Regions from separate parts of the Mus musculus genome. Here region 2 is linked to region 1. Evidence: chromatin contacts called from public promoter capture Hi-C data. All regions are on one chromosome and are shown on one strand. The core of a region is the stretch at or near the end of the contact, and the rest is flanking DNA. Distances in the headings are between cores, read along the strand shown.

Evidence for each region. Capture Hi-C pulls out chosen DNA fragments and counts their contacts.
Region 2: a contact with region 1 is called in a promoter capture Hi-C map of adipose tissue. A contact is called at or near these places in 2 of 39 promoter capture datasets (the 3T3-L1 cell line and the C10 cell line) and 1 of 9 other capture datasets (adipose tissue).

What each region holds. Positions count from the first base shown.
Region 1 is chr19:6,348,154-6,352,170 of GRCm38.p6, forward strand. It overlaps Map4k2 (mitogen-activated protein kinase kinase kinase kinase 2), which reads left to right. Exons shown (of 32, transcript NM_009006.3): 25 at 3,027-3,085; 26 at 3,162-3,265; 27 at 3,344-3,521. Among named protein-coding and RNA genes, the nearest start is that of Mir6989, 3.7 kb to the left of the region's middle.
Region 2 is chr19:6,667,004-6,670,724 of GRCm38.p6, forward strand. No RefSeq gene overlaps it. Among named protein-coding and RNA genes, the nearest start is that of Gm32245, 100 kb to the left of the region's middle.

The DNA.
Region 1 (4,017 bases), core at 103-2,602:
CTCTGGGTTTAGTCCCCAGCACTGTAGGAATAACTAGGACTTAGAGGAGTGTGGGGCTGGCCAGATTGCTCAGTGGTGAAAAGAGCCAGTCAGTTGCTGCAGGCTATTCGCTGGCTTCCACGTGTGCACCTTGATATGTATACACACTTGTGTGCAAAGAAAAAAATTGTACGGAAGGCAGAGGCAGGCGGATTTCTAAGTTCGGGGCCTGCCTGGTCTACAGAGTGAGTTTCAGCACAGCCAGGGCTACACAGAGAAACCCTGTCTCGAAAAACAAAAAAAACAAAAAACAAAAAAAAAACCATGTAAAAATTACTTTATGTGCATTGGTGTGAGGGTCTAGGTCAGATCCTCTGGGACTGGAGTGACAGACAGTTTTGAGATGACATGTGGGCGCTGGGAATTGAATCCAGGTCCTCTGGAAGGGCAGCCAGTGCTCTTATCCGCTAAGCCTTTTTCCAGCCCCAATAAATGTAATTTTCCAAAGAAGCTAGAAATCTGTAGGGAAGGCTCAGGAGAAGAGACGACAGGCGAACACAAGGGTCCTTAGGACAGACGCAAGTCTGCCTCCTCAGAGAGGCCGCTGGTGAGGTGTGATTGGCACTGAGGTCTTCATGGGCTCTCTTCTGCGGGTGGCCAGCAGCGGGGGTGCGGGCTGCAGCGGGCGTGCGGGCTGCAGTAAGAGTGAAGGAAGTGAGAGATGGTCTGGTTCTGCTGTTTTACAAGTGGAGCCAGCAGGGTTTCCTGGTGATGATTGAGAGGGAAAGGGGGTGGGGGCTGAGGGCGAAGCTTTTGACCTAGGTTGAAGGAAGGATGGAGCTGTCACCAGCTGTGAGTGACGGAGGAGTCTGCTCTGAAATTGGTTTTGCCACATTAAGTAAATTAAATGCCTGTCATCTCAGCATTCAAGCAGTTGAGGCTGGAGGATTACTGGAAGTTTGATGCTATAGTATGAGACCCATCTGAAAAGTCACATTTCCAAAGATGCCGATTCTCTGAGTGGGACCTTCCTAGTCCAGCTGAGAGAGCTGGAGCGCCCAGAAGCGTGGGCCAGGAAGCGGCTCTAACATTAGTGTGACCTGGTTCATGGGGCCAGCAGCACTGGGGAGAATGGAGAACAGCCTTATCTACAGCGCTCACACCAAGCCTGTATTGGTGCCCTGTGCCCCCTGGGCTTCCTGAGCCTCTGTTCTGACCCTTTCGGCAGAGGGCTTGCCAGACTTTGAACATGAAGAAGAGGAAATCATGGAGTTTTTCTTTTAGAGGAAACACCAGATGCAAAAGTATCAGCACCAGACTGCCCGAGGCCTAGCCAGATGCTAGCTGGGGATAGAGTGGGAGGAAGAGGGAGGGCAGAGGGCAGCACCGGAGGCGGGGCAGACACCGGCTTCCTCCCGGGGGCTCATTCTGGCAGGGGCACAAACAGAACCTGAGTCGCTGAAAGGAGGAGATTGCAGTGTTAACAGCCCAGTTCCTCAGATGAAGAAAGAGGCTCGAGTGGTCAGTCCCCTGAGGGCATGGGGGACTCCCCATAAGACAGCCATTCACCTGCCTCACAGGGTCAGAGCCCCACCTAGGTGCAGAAGGCAGGCCATTTGCTATTTGAAGTCTTTCCAGCTGCCAGGGCCTGTTTGTCCGTCTTTGAAAGGGACTGAACATACTCAAGCTGGGACCTGCCTCGGCTTCTGGTCTCCACACTGTCTGCCAGCGAGCAGACAGGTCGAGAGGTCGGGTGACTTGTTAAAACTACACAGAACCTAGAGTGGTGGCTTTTACCAGGAACCCTAGCACATGGGAGACTATGGCAGGAGACTATGGACTATGCTACAAACCCCAGGCTAACCTGGGCTACGGAGGAAGACTTCTGTGTCAAAACTACATGAGGGCAGGTACAGCAGCTTACAATCTCAGGGACCCACGTGATGGAAGGGGGACCAGCTCCGACAAGCTGTCTTCTGAATCTTTACATGTGTGACATGATGTGTATCTTCGCAGTCAACCAGTCGGTGTAAAGAAATGCTTTATTTACAATTGTTTTAAATTTAGTATCATTAGGAGGAAGAGGAGTAGTTTTGTTTGTTTGTTCAAGACAAGGTCTCTCTGTCTAGCCCTGGCTGTCCTAGAGCTCACTATGTAGACCAGGCTGACCTTAAACTCACAGAGATTCTCCTGACTATGCCACCCAAGTGCTGGATTAAAGGCATTATTGGGGGGGGGCGGGTAATACCCCATCTACTACAGTATACAAGTGGAGGTCAGAAGACACCGACCGTACAGGAGTAATTTTCCTGGGTATAGCACACGGAGCCCAGGAATTGAGTTCAGGTTGTAAGTCTGACGGTAGTAGATAGCTGTACCTAAGGAGCGATCCAGTCAGCCCAAGGAAAGGTAAAAAAGAATAAAGAAAAAAGGTGTGTGGTGGTGCTGGATCTGGTGGCTCAGGCTTCGAAGGTCAGCGCCTGGGAGGATTCAGCATGATCAGAAGTTTGAGAGCAGCTTGGATGACATGAACCTTGCTTTTCTCCAAAAACTTAAACACAAAAGTGGACTGGAAGGATGACTCAGTGGTTAGGAGCCATCCCTCCTCCCTTCCTACTCTTCCAGAGGCCCTGGATTCAGTTTCCATCGTCCACATGATAACTCACAGACACCTTTAACAGGGAATCTGGTGCAGTCTCACCTTTGCAAACATAAAATTAGTGCACATTACATACATGCATACACATACATGCATGCATGCATGCAAGCAAACATTCACATACACAAAAATAAACTTTAAAAAGTGAAACCCAAAACAAAAGAACAACCTCCCCCCAGCCCCCATAAGTGCCCAGGCTGAGGAGCCCAAGATGCCCACAGAGCCTCAGTTCCTTACAGCTCTTGCAGGCCGGCACACTGCTGAGCCTCCCTGAGTCTAGGGTCTCATCCATAAAGCCAGGAAAATGACAGTGACTACGTCACAGGGTTTAGTGGGTGCCTTGCCCATGGATGGCTCCCAGAACATATGCTGATCTTGACCCCTACAGGCGCTTTGCCCTGTCCACCAAGATTCCTGACACCAAAGGCTGCTTGCAGTGCCGTGTGGGTAAGAGCTGACTGTATGGGGCTGGGAGGGGTGCTGTGAGGCTGAGCCCCTGCCCACCACCTCCTCCTCCCTGCAGTTCGAAACCCCTATACCGGCAGTACGTTCCTGCTGGCCGCCCTGCCTGCCAGCCTGCTTCTGCTGCAATGGTATGAGCCACTGCAGAAATTCCTGCTGCTGAAGGTAAGAGACCAGAGGACCCTCGGGAGGGAGGCGGGAAGCCAGCAGAAGAAACAGCCAAGCCTCTCTGCTGTCCTCCAGAACTTTTCCAGTCCCTTGCCCAGCCCAGCGGGGATGCTGGAGCCGCTGGTGCTAGATGGGAAGGAGCTGCCACAGGTGTGTGTGGGCGCCGAGGGACCCGAGGGACCCGGCTGTCGAGTCCTGTTCCATGTCTTGCCCCTGGAAGCTGGCCTGACTCCAGACATCCTCATCCCTCCTGGTGAGCAGCAGAGCTGCAGGAGGGGATGCTTGAGAAGGTCAGAGGGGGGGGCTAGAGGCCCTTCAGTCCTGCCTCTTTCATCTGGCTTCCATGAAAGATTTCATGGACTAGCCTGGGCACAGTGGCACAGGCCTGTGATCCCTCTTTTGAGGCTGAAGCAGGAGGATGGCGTGAACCCACGAATAGATGCCAGCCTCGGTAACATAACAATCCAAAGCTTAAAAAAAAAAAAAAAAAAAAAAAAAAAAGTGGTGGTATGAGCACTTGGCAGCCAGCCTGGTCTACAAAGTGAGTTCCAGGACAGCCAGGGCTACACAGAGAAACCCTGTCTCGAAAAAACTTAAAAAAAAAAAACTTTAAAATGTATGCGTGTGACTGCTTTGCCTCCATGTATGTATCCATACCATGCACATGCCTTGGAGGTCAGAAGAGGGTGACTTGGGGTTACAAGTGCTTGTGAGCTGCATGTGCATGCTGGGAATTGAACTTGTCCTTT
Region 2 (3,721 bases), core at 483-2,982, 320 kb after region 1:
TCCAGGAGACCTGAGGTCAGCTGCTAACACCCATGCCGAGCAGCTCACAACTGCCTGTAACTCCAGCTGCAGGGACCACCCCGGGACCCTCCACAGTACACATGCGGAAATCAGAAGCAACCCTCAGGAGTCAGCTCTCACTACTATGTGGGTCCCAGGGATCAAACTGGGGTCGTTGGGCTTGGAGGCTGGCATCTTTACTGGATGAGCCATCTTGCTGCCCTGTGGTTTTTATAATTTTGTACACAGAAGCTCTAAGCATATCTGAAAAGACAAATCAACGAAACGGTGCTCCATTTGGCATCGCAAGAGTCTAAGATCAGGGTCAGCAAGATGGGTCAGCAGGTCACAGTGTGTGGAGGTAACAATAAACATTAAAAAAAAAAAAAAGACAAAAACCACAACAACAAAGAACTGTGTCCCCTCACTAACACTAGCCGCTGTTGGCGGATGCCTCCCCAAATCAACGCCCACCTTCTTCGTTGCTAGCAGAACCTTGACACTGTTTAGGTATCAAACCCACTTGCACAGACTTGGCAAAGATGCAATCCAGCCAATGAGCTGGGGGGATGGGAAGAGAAGGGGAAAGGTAGGATGGGAGAAGGCACTCCAGGAAGCGTGTCTGTGCTAGTCAGCATAGGTCAGCTGCTGTAACAAACACACCCCAGACCTCTATAGCTTAACACAGTGCTAGTCAGCATAGGTCAGCTGCTGTAACAAACACACCCCAGACCTCTATAGCTTAACACAGTGCTAGTCAGCATAGGTCAGCTGCTGTAACAAACACACCCCAGACCTCTATAGCTTAACACAGTGCTAGTCAGCATAGGTCAGCTGCTGTAACAAACACACCCCAGACCTCTATAGCTTAACACAGTGCTAGTCAGCATAGGTCAGCTGCTGTAACAAACACACCCCAGACCTCTATAGCTTAACACAGTGCTAGTCAGCATAGGTCAGCTGCTGTAACAAACACACCCCAGATCTCTATAGCTTAACACAGGCTATCCTAGCAAGCCCAACATAGACATTCTGGTTGGTGTCCAGCCTGAGGTGCTCCATCTCATCGGCAGGCCCAGGTCCTTCCATCCTGGAGCTCTGCCACCCTCAAATGAGGCCTGAATCGCTACGACCAGAAAAGCAGCGTGAGTGGCACCTGGTCAGATCAGGCCCCATGGTCACATGACCCTCTCAGCTGCAGAGAGAGCTGGGAAATGTCTTTCAGTCATGCCATAGGGAAGAAAATGAGTGTAATTAAAGCAAGAACTGAGCACTGCCTGGCAACAAGGCCCCATTGGTCCCTTCCTTCCATGCAGAGGACTCATCCAACTCTTACACTCTGAGAGTAAGGATTTTCATTGCTGTCACCAGACAGTTCCTTTGTACCAATGTCTTCACAGTTGACATGGGTGCTAGCGGGTCAGCCCCTCTCTGGAGTTTGTATAGCTTTGGCCAAAAGCCAGCTGCAAGAGTATGAACTGCCCTCCCGGGCATCTCTGTGAAGGGTCCCCAGTCTGGCCAGACAGGATGCCACCAGCCCTTGTCTTCTGATAGCTACAGAGTGAACTAACCATGAGATTCTTGTCACTGTTCAGGGGAAGAAAAGCAACAATCCAGGGGACCAGGGTCCCTTGCTCTTAGTGTGAGGACAGAGGCCTCTCTGATGGAGGACACACACAGCCCACAGAAAGGCTTTGGGGAACTCAAAACACACATTCCAGAATTTCAAACTCAATAGAGGAAGTGAAGAGACAGTGGCTACTCTGAAATCTGCATTTGGAAAGAGGAAATGGAGTGGAGAGCAAGACGAGAGAGAAGGGCAAACTTCAACAGAGACTCGAGGCTGGATCTGCCAGGACCAACCTTGGGAGCAGGCCAGTTTCTAAAGGGAGAGAAGAATGAGTGAGGAGAGATACAGTAACTTAGGAAACCCTAGAGTGGGGGCTGGGAACAGATCAGTGGGTAAGTGCTTGTCACACAAGTATGAGTTCAAACCCACATAGAAAAGAAGGGAGTGGGCATGCTCAGCCTGTAATTCCAGGAGTGTGCACGCAAAAGAAATACTAGCTCAGAAGAACAGCAGGAGTCTGGGGATCTTAAAAGGCCCCAGGCAAGGATGGAAGGATACAAAGAAAGAACACGTGTAGCCTAGGGCTGGATGGGCAGTGGAGACCCGGGTGAGACAAGTCTGCAGAGCTTGGAGGTTGAAGCACCTGGCCCTGGAGCTGCCTATCTTATTTGCGTATTTGCAACCTTGGAAGGGAACAGGGAGGGAGTTAGAGAGCAGCAGATCCAGAAGGGAAACAGAGCAGAAAACATTTACAAGTTCAAAATCAGACCCAAGTGGAACACTGAAAAGAGCTTAAGGTGGGGAGAGCAAGACCCAGCCACAGTGTGGTGACAAAGCAGGGGCACAGTTACGCTGCAGGGAGAATAGCACCCCTGAGATGTTACAGGAGATGCTCAAAACGCAGGGGGTCCTTCAGGGTCCTGGGAACGAACGGATGGCGCAGTAGATACACAACGATGTCAAGGGGCAGAGGGTGAGAGAGGGGAGGTGAATGTGTCCCCACGCTTTTTTCTCTTGAGGTGGTGTAGACAGAGGTGCTGAGAAATACATCAGGGGTTTGATGTTATCCTGGGAGCAGCAATATGGCTTAGTGGGTAAAGGGACCTGCAACCAAGCTTGATGACCTGAGTTCAAACCTCAGACCTCCATGGTGAAAGGAGAGAACTGACTCCCAAAGTGGTCTTCTGACCCCATGGTGCACGTACACAAAATAAATATGAGTCTGTTTTAGTATATTCATCCTAAATATACTTATATATTTTCATATATTCATCCTACCAGGAAAGAATTGGAAGTTTAAACAAGGTCAAGGTGCAGCATTGAGCATCCTCAGGAGTGCATCACGGTGGGTGGGGTGTAGCCCGAGAGCAAGCACATGAGAAAATGGCTGTCATGACACCTGCATGCAGCAGGGTTAGTGCCTGGGCCAGCATCTGGGGTGGTGGTGGCTGAGCCCTCAGCTTCCTGACTGAGACAGAAATAGCAGCTCTCTTGCAAGCTGGTTCCATGGAAGGAAGGGGCGAGGAGGAAGGACTTACCAGTAACACAAACTAGAGAGCTTTGCTCTGTGACAAACGTAAGCCCTCACAGTCTACAAGGGCAGGGGATGGAAGGCCCTTACCAACGTGAACGCTTCTGATACTCCACCCCTTCTGCCAAGCTGTACCGTTTACCGTTTATGCTCCCCAGAAAATGGGAAGATAGAACTAAAAAGCAGGGAGATTCGGCATAAGCAAGGCTACATAGCTCTTAGCCACTAACTCCAACCTCATGAAGCTGGAGCAGGAGAATGACCACAAGCCTAAGCTAGCCTCAAAAGCAAGCCTGCAAATAAACACACACACGCACACACACACACACACACACACAACACACATACTCCACGGTTTCACATAAGCAAGCTGGTCCCATTTTGCTATGCAAATGAGGATGACCTTAAAACTCCGCCCCTCCTGCCTCAAGCTCCAGAGTTCTGGGATTGCAGGTGTGAGTCGCCACACCTGTGCTGCACTCTTGCCGTTGTTCACTCTGTCTCCCTAGGCATCAGCGTCATTTACTCCTCTGTCCACTCTGGTCCTCATAGGGTGGCCTCTCAGTCAGTGGGAGGGGCCAGGGCTGGGCTGGTGTGCTGTTCTAGGAGGGAAGGAAGCT